Linked DNA regions of Rattus norvegicus: region 2 is linked to region 1. Evidence: chromatin contacts called from public Hi-C data. All regions are on one chromosome and are shown on one strand. The core of a region is the stretch at or near the end of the contact, and the rest is flanking DNA. Distances in the headings are between cores, read along the strand shown.

The links. Hi-C and Micro-C count contacts between places; a contact is called where the count stands out from the background.
Region 2: a Hi-C map of liver shows a contact between it and region 1, with 3 times the contacts expected there. The contact joins two enhancer-like sites. A contact is called at or near these places in 2 of 12 Hi-C or Micro-C datasets (both in liver).

What each region holds. Positions count from the first base shown.
Region 1 is chr9:80,878,662-80,882,278 of GRCr8, forward strand. No RefSeq gene overlaps it. Among named protein-coding and RNA genes, the nearest start is that of Fn1, 170 kb to the left of the region's middle. Within about 2 kb of position 2,215, at least 3 of the 93 cell types and tissues checked have an H3K27ac peak or open chromatin away from gene starts, as enhancers often do. A contact at or near this core is called in liver, where this site is marked.
Region 2 is chr9:81,087,159-81,090,886 of GRCr8, forward strand. No RefSeq gene overlaps it. Among named protein-coding and RNA genes, the nearest start is that of Mreg, 200 kb to the right of the region's middle. Within about 2 kb of position 1,948, at least 3 of the 93 cell types and tissues checked have an H3K27ac peak or open chromatin away from gene starts, as enhancers often do. A contact at or near this core is called in liver, where this site is marked.

The sequences.
Region 1 (3,617 bases), core at 965-3,464:
TCCACAGAGTCTCCCCAGATTGTGTCCATAAAGTCGAGAGTCGCCAGAACACCTGGTCTCTGGTTTTGCATTCCATTCACTGAAAGAGCCTGTTTTATTGTATTTTATTAAAAATTGGAAAGCCTGGATCTGGAGTTGTAGTTACCAAAACCAATCCTTTCCCTTCTCGTTTACAAGGTCCTTTGTTGTGGCCACTATTTTTTATTTATTTGTTTGTTTGTTTGTTTGTTTGTTTAGAACTAGAGGCTCTTACTGTACGTAGCTCATTTCTCCTTCCACTTCAGTGGTTCAGCTAATCCTACCCATTTGAAGATAAATATTCCCAACAATTAACTCATCTGCTGGTGGGGATAGATGATGGGTGAGCTAAAGAGCTAAATATAAACATATTTCTGAAGTATGTTCCTGAATAGGACCAGAAGTGCTACAGCATGATACTTTAAAAAATGATAATTATAGAACAACTGTTGTAGCTTGAATGTGAAATGTCCCCCTGAAGCTCATGTATTTGAACACTCATTCCCTTGATGGGACGGAGTCTTGAGAGAGGGTCTAGATGGAAGAAGTAGGTCACAGGGCCTTAAGGTTTCTAAGTCCGATTTTACTTCCTGTCCTCTCTGCCTCCTGACTGCAGACACGATGTCACCGGCCCCTTGACACTTCTGCTTCCCCGCTTCCCCACAGTAACCGACTGTACTCCTTCAAAGTGTAAGCCAAAGTGAGCCCCTCCCCAATTCGGTTGCTGGTTGATCACAGCAACAATCAAAGTAATCTACAAACAACATCAAACTTAGCAGATACCTAAAATGCTTGAAGATGCTGATATTCTACACACGTCCTCACACCCATCTCCACTACAAACAGAATATAAATGTTATTGTTATTTGTGGCCCTCGGGTTTGTTTTAATATTAGACAAGGAGTGCTGTGGCTCTATAGTTTAAGTAGTAGCCTACAGTCCCCTACTCCCAACCCCATATGTGATTATACTCCCATAAGTATTTCAGGTAATTGGCTAACAAAATGCCTTTCTTGTAACTGTAAAATTCAAGATACTAATCTATATGGATATATTGTTTTCTTTAAATGTCTTCTAGGCCCTTCCTTCTTCCACACACTTCTCTTTTAAACCTGTGACACAAGATCCAATTACATACTCGCAGCAGGAAAGAGGAAACTCCTGCTATTCTTCATCACATGTCGTCATGAAAATATAACACCATGTGTCGTATTTCTGATCTAGGAATCAAAGGCAGGAATTGGTGCATGTCCTCCAAGTGATTTAGCTAAAAGAAGAATGTTACAGCATCACCTTTCCCCCTGTTTCTACTGACAAAGCAATGGGGAAAAGACAGTTTTACATTTTTTCAACTGATGAAAAGAGGGAAGTTGGCATGTCCTAGGCAATTAATCTCATGGGGGTGGGTAAACGTTTAGATAAAAAGACTCAAATGGTTTCCTCCTTTAATCGGAAAACAGCCTCCCCAGAAATATTTATAATTCATAAAGCATGATCTGGAGAGGACATGATGCTTTGAAACTAGGGAGTGTAAGTGTGCACTGTCCAATTAGTGGTTCCCCTGAAAGAGGAAAATATTTTTAGAACTCTAGGGGAAAGCCTCGGGGTGAGGATTGGGAGAGATTTGAATTTCAGATTGGCAGAGCCCTGTTACATGGGATAGATAACCCAGCCCAGCCGGCCATAGTGGTCTCACCTTTGAAACAAACAAATGAAACATCCCAGCATGGGATGAATAATAATAATTAATTATTATTTATTAATAAATGAATAGCTACACAGTGGCTGGTCTGCCATTTATACTCTTTAGACATTCTCTTACCTTCTTCTAATGGAAATAAATTATAAAAAAGCATGTGTGTGTGCGTGTGTATGTGTGTGTGTGTGTGCATGTGTGTGTGTGTGCGTGTGTGTGTGTGCAAGAGGTATGCATGTGTATGCACATGTGTGTAGGGAGGTACATGCCCATGTATGCATGTGTGGAAACCAGAGGAGGAGCCTAGGTGTTCTCTAGCACTCTCTGCCTTTGCCTCTTGGTCCTTTGCTGAACCTGGAGAGGTAGCAAAAGATCATTTCTGATTATATTTGTGTGGCTGTTTCCAGAAGAGACCATCAGTGAAGCCGGGGAGTGAGGAAAGAAGAACCATCCTCACCCATACAGAACAAAGGAGCAGAGGAAAGGTCAGTTTGCTCTGCCCTGTGAGTCTGGGATGCCTTGAACTCCAGCCCCTGCTGACCACACCAGCAGTCCCTTTGGATTCTCAGGCCTTCGACCTTTGCGTTTGAACTCCAAGTTTTATTTCCCCAGCTTCCTTGTTTCGGGCCTTTGGACCTGAGTCAACCCATTCCATCGGCTTCCTGGGGTGACCGTCTTTCGCACTTCATCTCCACAGTGTACGAGCTAATTCTTGTAATAAATCCCTCTTGTTTACCATGGCTGTGTCTACATCCGTCTATTGATTCTCCTACTCATCCAGCCCTCTCTCTGCTTGGTTCTATTTCCCCGAGAAACCCTAATATAAAAGTCTTTCTTTTTAAAATTTTTATCTCACGTGTGTGGGTATTTTGCCTGAACAAAATGCATGTCTATGCACCAAATGCATGTCCAGTACCCACAGGGACCAAAAGAGACGTCAGATCCCCTGGAACTGGATTTACAGAGGGTTCGAGCAGCCATGTGAATGCTGGGAGTTGAATCCATGCCCAGCTCCTAATCACCACACCATCTCCCCAGCTCTTGCATTTATGAATAGATCCAAGAGATATTGAAGCAAGAAGTTATGCTTCCGTGGGTGGTGGTGATGCATACCTTTAATCCAAGCACTTGTGGGGGCAGAGGCAGGTGGATCTGTGAGTTCAAGGCCAGTGTGTGATCTACAGAGTGAGTTCTAGGACGGACAGGACTACACGGGGAACCCTGTCTTGGAAGAAGGATGGGAAAGCTTGCTTGGTGTCTCTAATAGAGCTACATGCTTATTCTTCAGACTCCTTTAAAACAGGACCTCAGGACCCATGTAGGCAAAGGACCTTTACTTCATTACCCACCAAGCCAAGAAGGCACTACTTCATATTACGTTTCCTGACTATTTCTGTGTCTCTTGTACCAGCTTAGATACTACCTCTTGAAAGAGACCATCCTGACGTCCTCTAAACTTCCTGGCTTATATCATTCGCCACAATTTACAATTGTTGTATTCGTTTGCTTTGATAACACGTACACATCTATCATCTCACTACACAGAGTCACAGAACGGCCATGCTGGACAAGGCACTCCCATACACGATTTAGAAATAGCTGTATAAAGTTCTGTAGAGCTGTCAAATGGACAAATTAGCATTCTCAGGAGTGCTGTGTCCCTTACATAATTTGTGACCCTTTATAAGTACTCAACAAAGTAATCTTTTTCAAGCCTATTTTTGGGAAGAGAATAGGTTCGTGGTAGTCTAACACCATATGCTAAATTGGCTTGTCCGTGAGCTCTGAAAGCTAGGCTCTGTATGGAAACAAAGTTATTCCTGGCTCCCTGACAGAACAACTTGCAGAGGAAAATCTCAGAGACACGTGGTCTGCTGTTTGAAGATATTTCCAGATTTAGAAG
Region 2 (3,728 bases), core at 698-3,197, 210 kb after region 1:
AGGATTCTATGTCAGGAGAAAAGAGAGAGGTCGGAGTGACCTTATCTTTGCAGTTTTATCAAGTGCCAAGAGAGCATATTTGGGGATCCCATATCTGAGCCCCAACAATCAATTTCCTTTTCTGTTGTCCTTTCATTCTTTCTCTCTCAGTATACCTACCTCCTTACCCCAGAAGGCAAATATTAAGTGAAACTTGTCTAGACACTTTAAGCCCTTCAATATAACTCATTTTCTATATGCACGTCATGGCTTTGGGAAGGTAGCTGAGGGGAACCAGCTCACATATGGATAAATACCTCATCTTTCACTACCCATGGAGTGTTGGCTCTTGCACTCCTCACAAATACCAATTCTCAAGCTATTTCTATAAAGTGGAATTTCTTTGCACACGAACTCACACATATCTCCCCATATACTTTCATATGTCTGTATGTTACTCACACCACCTAGCACACTAGAAAATCATGTTAACAGAGCTTACCCTGGATTGCTCGAGATACAAGGTACATGTCTGTACATGTTCTGTACAAATGCAGCTTCCTCGTCCCACTCCCACCCCAAATGGTCTCTATTATGGGTGATTGACTGTAGACACAGAACCCTGGCCTGGGGAAGGCGGACTGCATGCTCCTCCTTTCCTGATAAAAATCCAGGAAGGTCCTAGTGTGGAGATAGTTACTGGGATAGTAACTGAGCAGTGAATAGGTGCAGATGGTCCTTCTCCCCCTTTGTGGTTTGATCTCCAAGCCAACCTGAGGAACCTAAGGAATACTGTCACCATCTAGGGATCTTGATCAAGTTGCTTTCTCTGCCAGGTGAAGAATTAAAAGGCAGGGGGGAAAGTCTCCAGCTCAACAGGCAGAGGCAGAAAACTCATAAACACAAGAAGCAGGAGTGACAGAATTGGCAGGTGAAGAAAGGCCTTTCGTTCTGGATGAGGAAATGCACGTGCATATAAGCAGGTACACAGGAAGACCCTCCACAAAGCAGAGGTGGAACTCGGGGAGACAAAATCCAGCCTCATCCTGAGGGGTGGAGTTTTCTAAGTCTCCGAAGGGTCTTTCTCCCCTAAACTTAAAGTTGGTCGGTTTGAAGAAAGACAGGCTGGATAGCTGATTGGCCCCACAACTGTCTCTAAATGCATCCTGCTGCGTCTCTGGACCTGTTGAGCCAACCCATCAGCAGGGGGCCTTGCTGGTGGGAGACAAAGCCACAGGCCTTTGTTTTAAGCTGCCAGGCTTTCATCTCCGACCAGGAAAGGGAGAAGGAAACCAGCCATCTTGCAAGCTCGCCACCTTTATCACATAGCCATGGCCCCTCTCCCTATCTGTCTGCCCACCAGGAAGTCTGCCAAACTCCAACCCCACACCACCAAGTCTGTTTCCAAGGTTTCTGGTCTGCTTTCTATATCACCTAGAGAGAAATCTCCAAAGATTCCACTCTGTCTCCTGGGTTACCACATCAAGTATTATTTTTTATATTATACCGCATACATCTTAGATGCTCACAGGTTATAATGCAATAGTGCACTGACTTTTAGTATTGCACAGGGAGCAAAAAGGCACATAAGGTTAGTTAAAACGAAAAGATCTGGGGCTACAGGATAGCTCAGTAGTCGAACAGGTGTTTTGCCCTGCACCCCCCATTGGCATGAGAAAAACAAAATCTCTAACTTCCTGAAAACCACCTTGCTAAATCAATAGGATCAATAGATTTGTCCTATTTTCTCAGTGGCTGCTTTCTTGCAATGAAGACTGCTTGCACAACCTTGGGTATTGGGGTCAGCCTAATCACCAACATAAGACAAAGCTGTGAACCTGTCCTAAGCTTAGCAACATAACAGCACAGTAGACAGTAACGGCCCTGTGACCAAGCTTTAGACAGTGTGTCTGACAGTTAGACAACATTGGGCTTTATCTCTGCCTAGTCGCACACAGTTTAGCAAGAACCATCCACTCTTGACGTGATCACCCTGGCCAGCCTTTACCAAGAACCCTGCTTGGACTGTTTAGTCTGTGCTTGTGTTTAATTTGTTGAAAATGTATCCTGTAGGAGAGAAAATACACCCCCTGTCTTCACCCATCCAAAGGTCGTGCCTGACACTTCTATGACCAAAGACAGATAAGCAATAAAAAAAATAATAATAAATTTACTTTGTCTAGAGTTTGTCTGGAATTCCCCTTCCTCGTGGATGACTACCCTTAGTCCTTTTTCTCTCTACTGACCCTCTGGCTTTCTTCATAGGCTACAAATCCCTATGTGTGTCTTTGTAGTATTTAAAATTGAACTCATTCTTTCTCTTCTGTCACAATGGTCCTGAATCCCCCTCCTACTTTGACAAATGCTAACTTTTCCCTTAAGCACACTGTGCTGTAGATAAGTGTTTTTAACCCCTGTCACAGTTCCATAACTAGTCTCAGCTATGTGTTATGTGTGTGTGCTTACACGTGTATGTGTGGTTCTATTTTAGCTGCTTGTTTTATTTTTATTGAAACAGAAGCTCATGTAACTCAGGCTGGCCTTGAACTCCTGATGAGTTTACCTCGTGAGAGCTAAAATCACAGGTACGTACTGCTGTGCCCAGGCAATCAAACATAGGGCTTTGGTCACGCTCTACAAACTTGATACAAACATGCCAACAACTGAGCGACATCCCCAGCCTCAACCACAGGCATTGAAGTATGCTATAGTCCCCGACCCTAAAGTGTCCCCTGCAGTTGCCCTTCATATATCACCTCACTGTCCCCTCCTCCACGTTCCTGGAAACTGTAACTTTTGTAAAACTACTGTATGTGGGCTGGTGAGGAGGCTCAGCATTTAGAATGCATGCTCCTATTCCAGAGGATCTGAGTTCAAGTCCCAGCACCTCAGCAGGCAGTGGACAACCACCCACGACTCCAGCGACACAGCATTTTACACCTTCTCCTCACCTCTGCAGACACCCATACACACTGACACACATTTCCACAGACATACAGCCAATAAAAATAAATGTTTAAGAGCAAAACCCTGCTGTCGGCAAGGAAACACTCCTGTAGAGCGGGCTGGGGACGTGGAGAAGGGAGGTACTCGGGCCATGGTGGTAAAGGGGTTTCTGCTTGTCCAGAGGGGTCTTCCTCTCTCAGGTGAAGGGCACTGTGGTGAATGGGTGGATGCCAGAGAGGTTTCACCAGACACCAAGGTGAGTTTAATGGGTTACTGGAAAGAATAATAGGCAGGCAGCAACCTTGCTGAGGCTCTGGAGTCAGAGAGCAGAAAAAAAAAGTCTGAGGAAGGAAAAAGAGAAGCCGAAGAATGTCCTGGAAACAGCTAAGAAGGTGGACACAGTAGGGAGAGGAAGTGGGAGCCCTGAGGCTGGCATAACTTTAGTAAATGCCTGCGTGAAGCCATGCTGAAGTGGTGTGCGTGTGTGTGTGTGTGTGCGTGTGTGTGTGTGTGTGTGTGTGTGTGTGTGTGTGTGTGTGTGTGTGTGTTGGGGGCTCCAAGTTTAAGGTGAAAGACCCTGAAGTTGGTGAGCCTCCTGTCCCCATTCACAGTGAGTTATCCCTGCTTACTCACTGGGCTGTTGCTGAGACATTGAGTCTGCCCAGTGCCAGGATACAGAGTGCCTCCCATTGTCACTAACCATAAGGAGACTGTCTGCAAGGTTCCTCTCCTCTACCCTTTCCAACCTCATGTTATCGGTATACAATCTGTTGGACAACTGACCCACAAAACAAAGGTAGTGC